Linked DNA regions of Sus scrofa: region 1 is linked to region 2. The links are chromatin contacts, called in public Hi-C maps. All regions are on one chromosome and are shown on one strand. Each heading gives the region's core, a stretch centred on a gene start, on an enhancer-like site or on the middle of the called end of the contact. The rest is flanking DNA. Distances are from core to core; before and after follow the strand shown.

Region 1 (3,455 bases), core at 527-3,026, 94 kb before region 2:
ATCCACATGTTTCACTGTTCCATTTCTCCAGTGATGACACCCAGGTTTTCCTCTATACTCAATCCTCTGACAAATACATTTGTTTATATTCCCTTAGGGACCTGTTTGAGAGTTTTTCTGGGGCAGTGTACCCAAGAGTGGGATCACTGGCTCTTTGGGTAAAGCATATTTAAATTCATGAAATCAAGTCAAAAGGCTTCTAGAATGGTTCTACAAGTTTATACTCCTGCCAATAGTGGTTCCCTTTCTGCCACATCCTTGCTAACACTTGGTAAGTGATGTATGACTTGTCAAACTTTTGCCGATCTGATTGACACAGAATGATACCATGTTTTAGTTTGCATTGCTCAAAATGCTTCTAAGGTTGAGCATCTCTTCGCATGCTTGCCAGCTGTTCTGATTTCCCTTCTATGACTTCCAGATCTATTACTTTTCCATTGGATTTCTTTTCCATTGTCTTGGTCTTTGGGAGTTTCCTGTACATTGCAGATAGTAATCCTGAGTCTGAGCAAATCCAATTCCTAGATACAGATTGCTCCAGAAATGGGCTTTTTCAATTACTACAAGTATGCTTTTCCTCTTTATTGTACATTGATAAAAACCGACCACTATATTATGGTTGACCCATCTCCTCTGTCCTTTGAAAGCCACACCATGACAAGACCCTGTGCCATCAGGCAGCCCAGGCTGACCCGGACATTTGACTAGAAGAGGGGCATAATTTCAGGAACCTCTGAACCCCCCCATGGACTGAGGGGTCAGTTCTGCCACAGCTCTCACGGGCAATGAACAAACAAGAGAAAGAGGACAGAATTAGGGGTGTCTGCTACTACTAGCAACTTAAGGACCTGAACTTCACATATAAGTGTTCTCAGTCTGTGTGAAACTGCTTTTTCTACAGTTTAAAGTTTCCATCTGCAGTGCTGAATGAGAAACAGAGTGAAGGGGGAAAGCAAACTGGGGCGGTGTAAACTGCTTTATTTCTGATGACTGCAACCTCTGTCTGCTTGAAGTGAACCTTAACCAGACCTAAAAGGCTCTATTTTCTCAATAACCTGATACCAACTTCTGTCACTAGCCACAGCAGCTGCACTAAGCTGTGGGCTCCCATGGGTTATTTTTATCTCAAATACTCCCTGGGACCCACTTGGTCACCAGTATGTTCAAAGATGGGTTTGGGGGCCTGAATGCTACCTTCTACCTCACAGGGAAAATGCCATGTGGGCAAGAAGAAGGATTTTCATCAACTGGATGGGTAAGGCTCCTGCTTGCCCTCAGAACAAGATTTTTCAGTAAAAGCTAGATCAGAAAACAGCTGCGGCCAGGAGGCCTCAGCAAGCCTTCCTGCTCTCTCTCTCTCTCTGAACCAGAGGGTTCATGACCCAACCAGCTGCCTGAAAGAGGGTGGCTGATCTTTTCAGGGAGGCCAGGCCCTTTGTGGTCACCATATGGAGGCAGGAGTCAGAAGAGAAGAAACTGAATCATGAGTCTCCACCCAGCTGTTGCTCTTTGGGGGCAAAACATTTCTCTCCCAGGGCTCAGCCATCTTGCCCTCAGACCTGGACTTGTGTCCCTTCCTCGGCACCACTATCAGAACAATTTCCTAAACCAGAACATGGCATAAAAAACCTTGAGGTAGTTAGATCTTATCTTCTTTGGGCCCCTTCTGTTACCACAGTCCTCCTACTGCCCATCAGACCTTCCCACCCAGCTTCCCAATCAGAGTTCTGAGCCACCTCATCTTGGGTCGCCTTTCACCTCCAGCCCAGCAGAGGCCGCTAGAGTGATGCAGATGAACCAGAGCGGGTGGGAACAGTGCAAGGAGGGCCCAGGGGCTGGCCTAATACCCTGCTCTCCAGAAGCTGAGTCCAAGCACCCAGCTGGAAGAGATGCTCTAAGCCTCTTGCTTGAAACTCCCCTTATCCTTCTCAGAGGTGAAGATGGGGCCAGACAATTTCCATTTTACTTTTTTTTTTTTTTTGGTCTTTTTGCCATTTCTTGAGCCGCTCCTGAGGCATATGGAGGTTCCCAGGCTAGGGGTCACATTGGAGCTGTAGCCTCCTGCCTACGCCAGAGCCACAGCAACACGGGATCCGAGCCGTGTCTGCAACCTACACCACAGCTCACGGCAACGCCTGATCCTTAACCCACTGAGCAAGGGCAGGGATCGAACCCACAACCTCGTGGTTCCTAGTCGGATTCGTGAACCACTGCGCCACAACGGGAACTCCTGGTATTTTTTTTTTAATGCCAAAAAATAGTTACTAAATTGTGGTCTATTTCACATGTTTATACTTAGCCAATTAAAGCTTGTGCCTCCTCTCACACCTGTACATATACACATACAATGCAACATAAAGGGACAATTCACAAGCTATGTGAAAACAGTAATAATGTTCAGCACACCCGTCGGCATGGCTTGGTAATGCTGTGAGTCTGGGATGAGGTCTTCTGCTGAACCTGGTGAGTGAGGCTGAGTGTACCTCTGTGATGAATATACAAGCCCACGCATTTAAGGTCTGTATTTGAGGCCCTTCGTAAATGTGAGGCCCTCCCCAAATAGCCCTCCTTGTCCTCCACCCACTCTCCACCCCCACCCCCCATGGGCCAGGCCACAGTGAAATATTTCACTAAGTGCAGAGTGGATAAGACGAAGATGGGTATAGTTCTAGAGTTACTAGGCCCCCTCTTCTTCCTGCTCCCAACCTGTCATCCTACGGAGAAATGCTCTCTGTTGGCTGGAAGAACATAGCTGGATGGCAAGAGGGAGGCTTCTCTATGCTAGGCTCCATCCCAAAGTTTCTACTCTGATCCATTATTCCTCCTCTTAGACTCCAGATCCTTTTCCTGTCTTTGTGTTGTTTTGGTCGGAGCAGGAAGTCTTCCTGGAAATCTTCCACAAATATAACATCCTCCTCCTTACCCAAGGGACACTGGCCTTATGCGTGCACCCCACCCCACCCGCTCCACCTCAGCTCTGGGCTGGGACAGTGATGCCAGAACAACAGAAAGTCATCCTCCCAGAGATCCAGCATCTTGCCCTCAGGGTGAGCATCAGCCCTGAGCCTGCCTTTCTCCCTTAGCAACACTCAGAACAACTTCTTGCAGTAGAAAACAATAATCGGGGGTGGGGGGGAAATCATGAAGTTTTTTAAGGACATTCAAAAAATGTGGAAGAATGCTAGGAAGAAAACAACACTAGCATGTGTCTCCTCAGTGCTGCGCTTCTTCATGCCCCTTTTGTCCACCAGAGGCCTAAAGGCCAAGTACCGTGACTGCCAGACCAGATCTATTGTTTCTGGCCAGTCCTTGGTTTCACACTTTTCCTCCTGGTTCAGCTGTCACAATCCCCATCTCCTCTAGTTGTCACCAGAGATGATGAGGCTAATGTGAGTGCCTGGCCAGGCCATGGTGTGTTCCCTCCCCTGGGAGAGTTTCATTGCAGACCAATAGCT
Region 2 (3,443 bases), core at 414-2,913:
ACAGGGTGCCCCCTGCCCCATCACCGAAGGGAACACCCCTCCTGGCTGGAGCTGAGCTGTGAAGATGGTGTACATGTTGGGGGCCCCAGTCCTGGTGTCTTCGGGCTCTCGCTGGCAGCTGCCCTCTGCCTGAGAACAGACTGCACATAGAATTCACAGGTCTCTCTTCTTTCCCCAGGGTGCCATCCTTACGACCATGCTTGTCTCCAGGAACTTTTCAGGTATGTTTTCAGCTGTGCACTTTAATTCTACGAGGTGAGTGGGTCAGAACAGGCTGTTGCCATACCGTGCCACCCTGGCGCTGGGTGTCTCAGGCAACACCTTGACCAAGATGATGGGGATCCTGTTTTGGAGGGGCTGCTGCAGCTGAGGATTGTAACCTGAAATTCTGGGAGGCCTGACGTGGCTTCACATTTGTGAACTATATTCCCTCCTCCCAAGGAATAGCCTGGCCAGCCTCCCATTTACCTTGTCCCTGGGGCTTCTTATTGAATTCTCTGAAGACTCTCAGCACTTTAAATTTTAGCAGGTCTCGAGGGCATTGGAGGATATGCTGGGAGAAAGAAAGTGATGAGGTGTAATGAACCTTCCCAGTCACCACCATTAATTGGCCAACTAAGGCGATCTCTCTGTTGTCGTGTCCAAGTGGAGATGACTAATAGAAATTATTCCAGATGTTTAAACCTTTTACGGTGACTGTGCTTAAAATATCCTCTGATACCAATTGTAAGAGTGAAGTAATAGAGACCAGCAGAATGGAAGGAAAAGAACTTGCTTAAATTTGCATGAGGAATTGGGAGAAGTGAACCAATAATTTGTAAATCACACTTCACATTTCTTTTTAAGATGCAAGACACTCCACCTTCCCCCCCTCCCCATCGTTTGCCCTCAATTGGGAAGCACAGTGGCTTTTCTGCAAGGAAAAGATTAACAACAGGATTTAAGACAGAAAGGTCTCTTCCCGGCTTGCCTTTTCCCCTGGCCTTCCCTCCTCCTAACCCCCAGTTCCCCTGTTTTGGTTCAAGACACTTCCCACCCCACCCCTGTCTCATTCTAACCAGGCTCCTTCCCTTGCTTTCCTTCTGCGCTGCCCTAACGGAGCGGAGGTTTTGCGGGAGGCACAGGTGGGCAGCCACTCTGGGCAGAGGTTGCTCCCTTAAGCCTGAGTCCAGGGCTCACTGTGCTGGTTCCTGGTAACCTGGCTCTGGGGCTTCCTGAGCTCTTCCCTGAGGGAGAGCCACAGGGCCCCAGGCTGAGGACTGGAGAGTGAGCTGGGAGAGTGTCCCCCTCAGGCCCACCCCTGTGGGGCTCGATCTTGTGCTGTGGGAACCCATGGAGAGAAGCTCTGGTTCTGGATTCGCCTCACAGATGGGAGCAGGAGGCCACTGTAGGCTGCTTCCAGCAGAGGTGGGGCTGTAGTCCCACGTTGTGCTTCTAGTCCTCTAATTACTTGCAGCTTCTACTTTCTGGGTTTAAGAAAGCCTTTCTAGAGGACGCTCAAGGGCAGCTCTGTGCCGACCCTGGAATGGTGATCTGTTCTCTCTCTGTGTGAAAGAGATGTGAAAACAGGCTGCTCGGAAATCAATAGCATGTGCCCTGTCCAGTGGCCTCAGGCCTCCGCATCAGCCTCTCCCCGTCCATTTCAGGAAATCAGTGTCCTGGTTTCAGGAACTTGGTCTCTATTAGGACACAGCACTGTCACTGATCCCTAAAGAGCTTCCTGTCCCTCTCTCGACTTTGGCCTTTGCGCTCCCTTTGCCCTGGCTCAGGAGACAAAAAAAAAAAAAGAAATGCTGCAGGCATTCCAGGATGACCTCTTCTGCCCTGCCTCTGGGGCAGGTGAGGTCAGAGCCTGTCCCTAGAAGCTTCTGCAGAAAGAGGTGTCCACAGGTATAATCAAACAGGAGGGGCACTTGTGTGCTTCCTTAGGAATGAGTTGGACTGTTTTCTGAGTTGAAATAGAGGGTTCAGCCTATCCCTGGTTTCTAACACGTTGGCTCATGGTGAAATCAGGGCCTCTAGAATGTATCGCTTCGGTGGCCTTTGTTTTCTTTCTGGGCACTTATACCCTTGGAGCGCTGTGAGATACAGCTTCTCCTGGCCAGCTGGCTCAATTGAAGAGGGAAAGTGAGCTGTGCCCCTGAGGATTTGGGGGCTGTGGAGCATCAGTGAGTTAGCTGCACAATGGCCATGGTTCCTTCCTAGGCCCCTAGTGCCAGTCTCGCTACTTTTGGGATATGGCCTGAGGAACCGGCTCTGTTCCGGGCTCTCTGAAAATGTCCTTCTTGAGGTCCCCCCGGGAGGAAGGTCTGCAGATGAGGCTTACTCTCCTCATAGCCTTAAGCTAGGGCTGGGCAGCCTCAGAAAGGACACTGCCTCTCACCGAGTCAGGCCTTGATCTGCGGGCTCTCACCCCAGTGGTTGCAGCACAGGTGGGCTTCCCTCTGCCCTGAGCCCAGTCCTCTCAGGTCCCCAGACTGCTGCAGGGCCAGCCGCACCTGCTCACCAGCCTGCCTCCGGTGCCTCTGCTCCCCCAGCTCGGCCGGCTTGGCCACGCCGCCCGCCCGGACCCCGCTGTGCGCAGCGGCAGCGGGTTCCTGCCTCGCGCTGGGGCATGCTCGCTGCTGACTGGCCCCCGTGGCTTGGCGGCAGCTCTGTGCACTGAGAGACTGTATCCCCTCAGTTGGCAGGCAGAGCTCCGCCCCCGCCTCGCCTGCCGCGAGCGCCGCCGGCCTGGCCGGGCAAGGTACGTGGCATGAGTCCTCCCCGACCGCCTGCCTCGGCTCCCTGCCACCCCACCAGGAGGGCCAGCATGCCAGGCCCGAGCACCAGGGAGGCGAGTCCCATGCTTGTGGGCTGAGATGGGCATGCCAGACGGACCACCTAACTTGGCATCTGCAAGCGCATTGGTGTTTCAGAGCCCCCTAACCAGCCATGCATGCTGGGCGCTTGCCAACTCTCAGGAGGCAATAGCCTGGGGATGTGGAGCTGGGCAGCAGGAGGCTTTTCTCCAGACGCCGCCCACCCGACAGCCTGGCCTGCCAGTGAGGGCTGCAGCCAAGGCGGGCCTGCAGGTGCCCGGGGTGAAGACCAGCCCTCAGTGGCACTGGTGGGGACCCCATGGGGAAGCCACACCCCTCAAAATTGTGAAGTCTGGCATTTGCAGACCTCTGGGTCTGAAAGGCTGTAAAGTGCAGGAGCTGTGCAGACAGCTGTCCTTGGGTTTGGATCCTAGCCTTGCCACACCCTGAGCAGGTCACATTTGCTCTCCCAAGCTTAGTTTCCTCACCTCTCTATTGGGGCTAATAAATAACATGCTGATGATTAAGATTGTGTATGTCTAAGGCTCTCAACCCTGCCTGTATGAGAAAATTAAAAAAAAAAAATCCTGATGCTGGGACCCCACCCCAGGCAAATAAAAGCAGACCCCCTAGGGTATGGGA

The links. Hi-C and Micro-C count contacts between places; a contact is called where the count stands out from the background.
Region 1: a Hi-C map of alveolar macrophages shows a contact between it and region 2, with 3 times the contacts expected there. The contact joins two enhancer-like sites. A contact is called at or near these places in 13 of 47 Hi-C or Micro-C datasets (alveolar macrophages, blood, embryonic fibroblasts and 7 more) and 2 of 2 datasets of contacts at active chromatin or transcription factors (alveolar macrophages and skeletal muscle).

The regions. Positions count from the first base shown.
Region 1 is chr14:76,652,777-76,656,231 of Sscrofa11.1, reverse strand. The region is part of intron 2 of LOC102160869 (atherin-like); the gene reads left to right. Among named protein-coding and RNA genes, the nearest start is that of PLAU, 25 kb to the right of the region's middle. Within about 2 kb of position 1,776, at least 20 of the 83 cell types and tissues checked have an H3K27ac peak or open chromatin away from gene starts, as enhancers often do. A contact at or near this core is called in alveolar macrophages, where this site is marked.
Region 2 is chr14:76,559,056-76,562,498 of Sscrofa11.1, reverse strand. CAMK2G (calcium/calmodulin dependent protein kinase II gamma) reads left to right here. Exons shown (of 21, transcript NM_214193.1): 12 at 179-221; 13 at 2,684-2,746. Among named protein-coding and RNA genes, the nearest start is that of NDST2, 26 kb to the right of the region's middle. Within about 2 kb of position 1,663, at least 3 of the 83 cell types and tissues checked have an H3K27ac peak or open chromatin away from gene starts, as enhancers often do. A contact at or near this core is called in alveolar macrophages, where this site is marked.